Linked DNA regions of Pan troglodytes: region 1 is linked to region 2. Evidence: chromatin contacts called from public HiChIP or PLAC-seq data. All regions are on one chromosome and are shown on one strand. Each heading gives the region's core, a stretch centred on a gene start, on an enhancer-like site or on the middle of the called end of the contact. The rest is flanking DNA. Distances are from core to core; before and after follow the strand shown.

Evidence for each region. HiChIP or PLAC-seq counts read pairs in DNA pulled down with a chosen protein or histone mark.
Region 1: a contact with region 2 is called in an H3K4me3 HiChIP or PLAC-seq map of stem cell-derived excitatory neurons, with 4 times the contacts expected there. The contact joins the promoter of ACSF3 here to the promoter of GALNS in region 2. A contact is called at or near these places in 1 of 7 Hi-C or Micro-C datasets (stem cell-derived neural progenitor cells) and 1 of 1 datasets of contacts at active chromatin or transcription factors (stem cell-derived excitatory neurons).

Annotation. Positions count from the first base shown.
Region 1 is chr18:87,282,489-87,285,876 of NHGRI_mPanTro3-v2.0_pri, reverse strand. It overlaps ACSF3 (acyl-CoA synthetase family member 3), which reads right to left and starts at 1,711. Exons shown (of 9, transcript XM_063797966.1): 1 at 1,576-1,711.
Region 2 is chr18:87,036,807-87,040,164 of NHGRI_mPanTro3-v2.0_pri, reverse strand. GALNS (galactosamine (N-acetyl)-6-sulfatase) reads left to right here and starts at 2,046. Exons shown (of 14, transcript XM_024349994.2): 1 at 2,046-2,319. The coding sequence starts at 2,200. TRAPPC2L (trafficking protein particle complex subunit 2L) reads right to left here and starts at 2,061. Exons shown (of 5, transcript XM_054669593.1): 1 at 1,894-2,061; 2 at 297-469. The coding sequence starts at 2,001.

The DNA.
Region 1 (3,388 bases), core at 462-2,961, 250 kb before region 2:
AGAACAAATGATCTGCAAAGGTGGATCCTCAATGATGTTTGTGCCAGGGTGGTTTACAGCAGCCACAAATCAGGAAACAGCCTGGATATCCCAGCACAGACTTTAGTGAATCGGGAGATGGCCAAATAAGAGCGGCTCTGCAGCCATTAATCATGACGCCAAATAGAAACGTGGGAATTGTATATGACGGTCTTACGTTGAATGAGAACCTGAAACTTAAAAATCAGCACACGAAGTTATCTGTGCACTGGGATCCCCAACTCTGCGGAAAGAAGGTCTGCAGGACCCCATGGAAGGGGGTGCAGCTGCCTCCAAAGAGAGCTCTTGCCTGGCTCCCAGCTCAGCCTTGTGGCACTGCCCACTGCAGCCTCCGGGCCTTGGCTTGGCGGGGAGCTGGCCCCCACGTGAAAGGGCTTTGAGCTAGGGAGGTCTAGGAGCCCCAGGGACTCACTGCTCCCGGGGCTCTCTGTGGCCCTCTCGCCTGTTCTGTGAGTTCAGGATCCGATCCTCAGAGGAGAAGTGCCCTGGGGAGGGGCCTTGGGCGGGGGAGCCCCCGAATGGGTGAGATGCTGCATGTCTTGGTCCTTACGGCTCAGCCCGCTCCTGCTTCCAGCCGGGTGCTCCCTGTGTTCCTCCTCCGGGTTGCCCCTCCCCTGCAACTACGAGGGGGTAGTAACAGCTCCTACCTCAGGAGTGCGGTGAGGAGTCGAGAGCCAGACCACTGAGGCTGTCGGTGAATATTAACTGCTACTCTTTCTCGCTCCTGTCATTTTTAGCATCTCCATCCCCAGCCCCTGAAGCAGATGCTCACGGAACGGATGTTTCTCCGGTGAGCAGACGGCGTCTGCAGCCGCTGCAGCCTCTGCAAGAGGTGCGTGGTTTCCGTGGACCCTTCCAGGAGCCAGCCATACCTCCTTGCCTGACAATGTGGGCATAGCTCAGCCTGCCCCAAGGTGCCCCCGTCCACCCCCAGCCTTTCCCGGAGGAAATCCTCCCAGCTGGAGGCCCCTGGAAACTGGCAGAGGCCAGGTGGGAATCACAAACCCCCAGCTCCCTGATGCAAACACCACCCCTCCCTGATTCAGTCGCCCCACTCCCTGATCCAAACCCCCTCCCTGATTCAATCACCCCTCCCTGATCCAAACCCCCTCCCTGATTCAGTCACCCCCTCCCTGATCCAACCCCCCTCCCTGTTCAGTCACCCCCTCCCTGATCCAACCCCCCTCCCTGATTCAGTCACTCCCGCCCTGATTCCGTTCACACCTCCGGTTTAATGGGGCCCCCTGGAAACTGGCACAGGTTGGGTGGGAATCACCACCCTCCTCCCTGACCCAGTCACCACTCCCTTCCCCGATTCAATCATCCCCTCCCAGATCCAATCTCCCCCGCTCCCTGACTCAGTCACCCTCCTTCCCTGATTCCGTTCACACCTCTGGCCTAATGGAGCCCCCTGGAAACTGGCAGAGGCTGGGTGGGAATCGCCCCCCCCCATTCCATTCATACCTCCAGCTTAATGGAGCCCCCTGGAAACTGGCAGAGGCTGGGTGGGAATCGCCCTCCCCATTCCATTCATACCTGCAGCTTAATGGAGCCCCCTGGAAACTGGCAGAGGCTGGGTGGGAATCACCACCCCGCCACGGATTCCGTCCACATCTCCCTGAATGAGCCCCCTGGAAACTGCTGGGGGCGTGTGGGTCACACCTTTTCATTTGATTAAAGGAAAACACGGATCTGCCTGGCAGTGTTTGCTCACAAAGGTGCTTCTGTGAGCTGTGAACGCACTGCCCTCCCACTGCAGGCTCTGCGGAAAGCTGACCGGGGAGTGGTGGTGGTGGGAGGAAGGGATCCCCCTGGAAGGACCCATATATGATTTGCTCGTCAGCAGCCACTCAAGGTGGAGGCCCAGGGCCCCGCGATGGGGTCAGGCGAGTCTAGGTTGACCCTGCCCGTGGCTGCTGGCCTCCAGGATGGCCCTGGGGGACCCTGCCTCCTGGTGTCTGTCCCATACTGAATGGGGCTGCCCTGTGTTGGCAACAGGAGGCTGAAGGGATGGCTGTGTGTGACTTCTGGGGGGGTGGTTCAGCTTCCTCCTTGCTGCCTGTTGTACCACACACTCAGGGAGGTGGCTGCTGCATCATGAGGTCACTCAAGCAGGCGTGTGGAGAGGCCTACATGGTGAAGAGCAGACGCTGCCTTGGAAGCAGCTCTTTCAGCTCTGGTCAAGCTTCAGATGAGGCTGCAGCCCCACAACACTGTGGTTGCAACCTCTAGAGAGACCCCGAGCCAGAGCCACCCAGCCAGGCTGCTTCTGGATTCCACATTTACAGAAACTGTGACATAATAAATGTTCATTGTTTAAGCCACTAGTTTTTGCGGTAATTTGAAGACAGCAATAGAGAACGAATACACTGCCTCAGCCAGTTAGTAGCTGTGTGATACTGGGAAACTCATCTCTGTGAGCCTCAGTTCCTCACCTGAAGATAAGAGCACCTGCTGCTAATGGATGTTATAAAAATTAAATAAGGGCCGGGCATGATGGCTCATGCCTGTGATCCCAGCACTTTGAGAGGCTGAGGTGGGCAGATCACTTGAGCCCAGGAGTTTGAGACCAGCTTGTGCAACATAATGAGACCCCATCTCTACAAAAAATCCAAAAAAAAGTAGCCAGACATGATGGTGCGTGCCTGTAGTCCCAGCTACTCAGGAGGCCGAGGTAGGAGGATCACGTGAACCTGGGAGTTTGAGGTTGCAGTGAGCTGTGATTGTGCCACTGCACTCCAGCCTGGGTGACAGAGTAAGACCCTATCTAAAAAAAATTATATAAGATATTCCAGGTAACATTCCTAGGACAGTGCCTGGAATGTGCCTGGACAGTGCCTGGAATTTACGGAACATTTGTTCAGTAAATATTTATTTTTGAGATGGAGTCCCACTGTCACCCGAGGTGGAGTGCAATGGCACAATCTCAGCTCACTGTAATCTCCATCTCCCAGGTTCAAGCGATTCTCCTGCCTCAACCTCCCGGGCAGGTGGGACTATAGGCATCCACCAGCACACCCAGCTAAGTTTTGTATTTTTGGTGGAGACAGAGGTTTCACCATGTTGGCCAGGCTGGGCTCAATAAATAGTTATCATCGCTGTCATAAAATATCTATATTGCAAAATGGGAAGAATTCAAGATGATCTTAGTTCAACCCGGTGGGCTCAGGAATGCTTTGTGGGAAAAGTAACATGTGAATTGGCCCTTGAAAGAGAGGCAGGATTTGGGCCTGGGGCGATAGAGGACCAGTGTCCTCAGAGAGGGGACAGCATGGACAAAGGTGTGGAGGCTGAAAGGCTGGAGCTTGCTGAAGGCCATTCATGCTCAGTTGGAGCTGGGGCCCAAATG
Region 2 (3,358 bases), core at 797-3,296:
AAGAAATCCTTGCAGGTACAAAGCAGAAGTGTCCCAGTTCCTCTGCAAACCAGACAACGGACATGTGCAAACCAAAACATTCTACGGGGAATTCTAGCCTTGCTTTTACCAAATGGCTCTTCCAATGAAAGAGAAGAGTTACAGGCCTTCATTCACCTCAGGCTACCCTAATTCCCTGGCTGGCTAAAAACTCTCACCTCTTTATTTTTCTTCTAAAAGGTTTCAAGTTATCTGATCCTAAAGTACATCTTGCAACTGTAGGTCCTCCCTGACACACACCCTGCCCTGAAAGATACACCTTGTAGTCCTCCGTGGGGTAGAGCAGGCCCAGGTACAGCTCCCTCTGGTCGACCAGGGCCTTCCCCATTGCGGAGATCTTCTCATCCACCACGTCCAGAGATGTGTGCACCATGTAGTGGAACTTCAGCTCGTTCTCCGTAGGGGTGCTGCGAATGTAGAGGGGGTAATTCTGCAAGAAAGCATGACGGCGACTGAAAGGACAAGACTCCACCCAGCGCACACCAGCTCTCAACTATGCTGCAGAGCCGTGACCTGCAGCCCCCCGGGGAACGCATTCCCATGCTCTAAGGCCCATCGCTTCATTCTCCATGCCGCAGTGGGCACGGCCTTCAGGGGATCCCAACTAACCTAAGGAGATTTATGTGTCGTTTGCAAAGCAGCAGCAGTAGGGTGGGCAGAAAAGAAAAAATGAATCAGAAAAATGGGCCTGAGCACAGCCTGCCGATCAAGCCTGGCACCTGGGCAGGCCTCTCACCTTCTCCTGGAGGCCACTCTGCCTCAGCCCACCTCTAACTCTGCATGGCTCACCCAAATACAGCACCCTAAATACTGGCTTTTCTTCACCTTGACAGTGACCCTTTTACTAAACCCTTCAAGACTCAGCTCAAATTCCCTTCATCTCTGCATTTCTGATCATTGGAAGCCCAGAATTAACAGCTTCTTTCTCGGTCTTTCACACACCACCATTTACCCTGTGTCTGTTCAGCACTGGGTCCTGCAGAAATACAGTGAACAAGAGTCCTCGCTACCCTCGTGGGGAGTGATACCTAGTCAATAAACCCACAAACAAGCAAATGATCATCTTGGCCAAGAGAGAAGCCCATGAGCAGCTTAGCAGCAGCCACCGCCCAGCAGGGAGCGGTCTCGAGTCTGGTCTCGGGAGACCCTGGCTAGGAAATGAAGGCTCCGTGCAGCAGGAGCGTGTGGGCAGCCACCCAGCTCAGTCTTAGCCTTCAGAAAATGCTTTCCAGTTGAAATGTATGTGGGCCAGTAAAGAGGATGGGAGCTGGGGAGAGGTGTTCCGCGTGCAAAGGCCCAGAGGTGAGAGGGCAGAGCATGTCCAGGGAGCTGCAGAATTGTTTGGTTGGAGCGGAGGGTGCCAAGGGTTATGGGGGGAAAGGATCCCAGAGCAGATTATTCAGACAGCATCCTAAGGCAACGAGAAGCCACTGCAGAGGTCTCAGGCAGAGGCGTGACAGGATCCGATTTGTTTTTAACTCGGCTCCGGGGAGACTGGCAGGAGGGCCGGGGTCGCCGTCCGCGGGGAACCAGCGCTGGACGGGAGAACGGGCAGAACCTGCTGAGGACGGAGGTAGTGCCCGGGACCACCTAGGTTTCTGGTGGGTCCTGGCGGGGAGGAGACCTGGTGCGCCGAGGGGTGCGTTCAGCAGCGGGACGGGCGAGCGCGGAACTGGGGTCTCAGTCAGGGTCTGCCTGGCGGCTCGTCCACCGCGAAGCCCCTGACCGCTGGAGCTCGGCGAAGGCCTCCTCCAGATCCCATTTCCTAAGGTGCCTTCTAGGCCCAGGGAAGAAGAAGAAAGCGGAGAGCCGAGGATGGTGCGAGCCCGGACGCCCCACGCCGCGCGTACGCACCTCCTTGGCAATCACCGCGATGCACACCGCCATCTTGGGAGGCTCGGCGCCAGGCACCGCGTCACTTGACCCGCCGCTGGTCACGCGGCCTCCCCAGCCCCGCCCCATCCGCACGCAGCTGGCTCAGGCCCCGCCCCGCTGGTCACGAGGCAGTCCAGGCCCCGCCTCCCGTCCCTCCGCGGACTCTGGCCCCGCCCCGCGAGTCACGTGGCCGTCCAGGCCCCGCCCCGCAGCCCAGCCGGAAGGGCCGGCGGACGCTCGCTAGGTCGGCTCGCTGGCCGGGGCTCCGCGGCTCCCGTGGTTGCCATGGCGGCGGTTGTCGCGGCGACGAGGTGGTGGCGGCTGTTGCTGGTGCTCAGCGCCGCGGGGATGGGGGCCTCGGGCGCCCCGCAGCCCCCCAACATCCTGCTCCTGCTCATGGACGACGTGAGTGCGGGCGGTGGGACGGGGCAGGGCCGGGGTGGGGCGGGGTCGTGGTGGGGGGCGGGGAGGGGAGGGGCGGATGGAGGGAGGAGCGAGGTGGGGGAAGGGCGGGCGGGGTGGGGGGAGAGGTGAGGGGAGGCCCCTTGGGGAAGGGGGGAGGCCCCGCGCGGGGAGGAGGAGGGGAAGGGGACGGGGGGTATCCCCGTGCGGGGAGGGGGAGGCCCCTCGGGGAGTGGCCGCGGGGTCCAGGCGTGGGGTCTCGGCGGCCACCGATCACCACATGCGCTGCCACTGTGCTGCATGACCGGGACAGCGTCCTCCCTGGCAGGTGGGTGGCCGGCGTGCTACCGGGCCCTGCCTCCCCCGTCTGACCTTTCCCGCCCTCTACTCTTGGGAAAGGTGGGCGCGCAGCGTGGCCTCCCCAAAGGCAGGAAGAGGCTGCTCCTGCCGCCCTGCCTGAGAGCTGCGTCGCCCTAGGAATCACTCCCGCCACCTCGGGCCGCCGGGTCCCCCCGCTGGGCTCCAGTCTTACCTGACGGCTGTCTCTGTCCCCTGGAGAATGCTGAGCGAAGGTCAGGTGTCCCTAAGGTCTGAAGAACTGAAAGGCTGGAATGTCTCCTGGTGGGCAAGTGCGGGGTCAGGGGTCACAGCCGGCCTGGAGGCCTCCTTCCCTAACTCCTTGTGGGAGCCACCTGGAGACTCAGGAATGAGCCTGCCTGGGGCATGGGTCACCGTGCAGGACCCCAGACACACCTGGGTTGAAACCCTACTGTCTCCAAGCTTGGGGGTCACTTCCATTCTTGAACCTCAGCTGCCACACCTGGGGGGGTTACACCTGTCCCGCTGTGCTCACGTTGTGTGTGAGGACTGGGACGACACCGAGTACCAGACAGTTTTGGGCCGTCGGTGTCGCTCAGCCCCTGTGTGCTGGCTCCGACCAGCAGAGACCCCGACAGGTGCCTTCAGACCCACCTGTGCTGACCAGTGGGGGCCACGGGCCACACGCAAGGGCTGGGCAGTCGTGGCTGTCGGAATTGGAAGG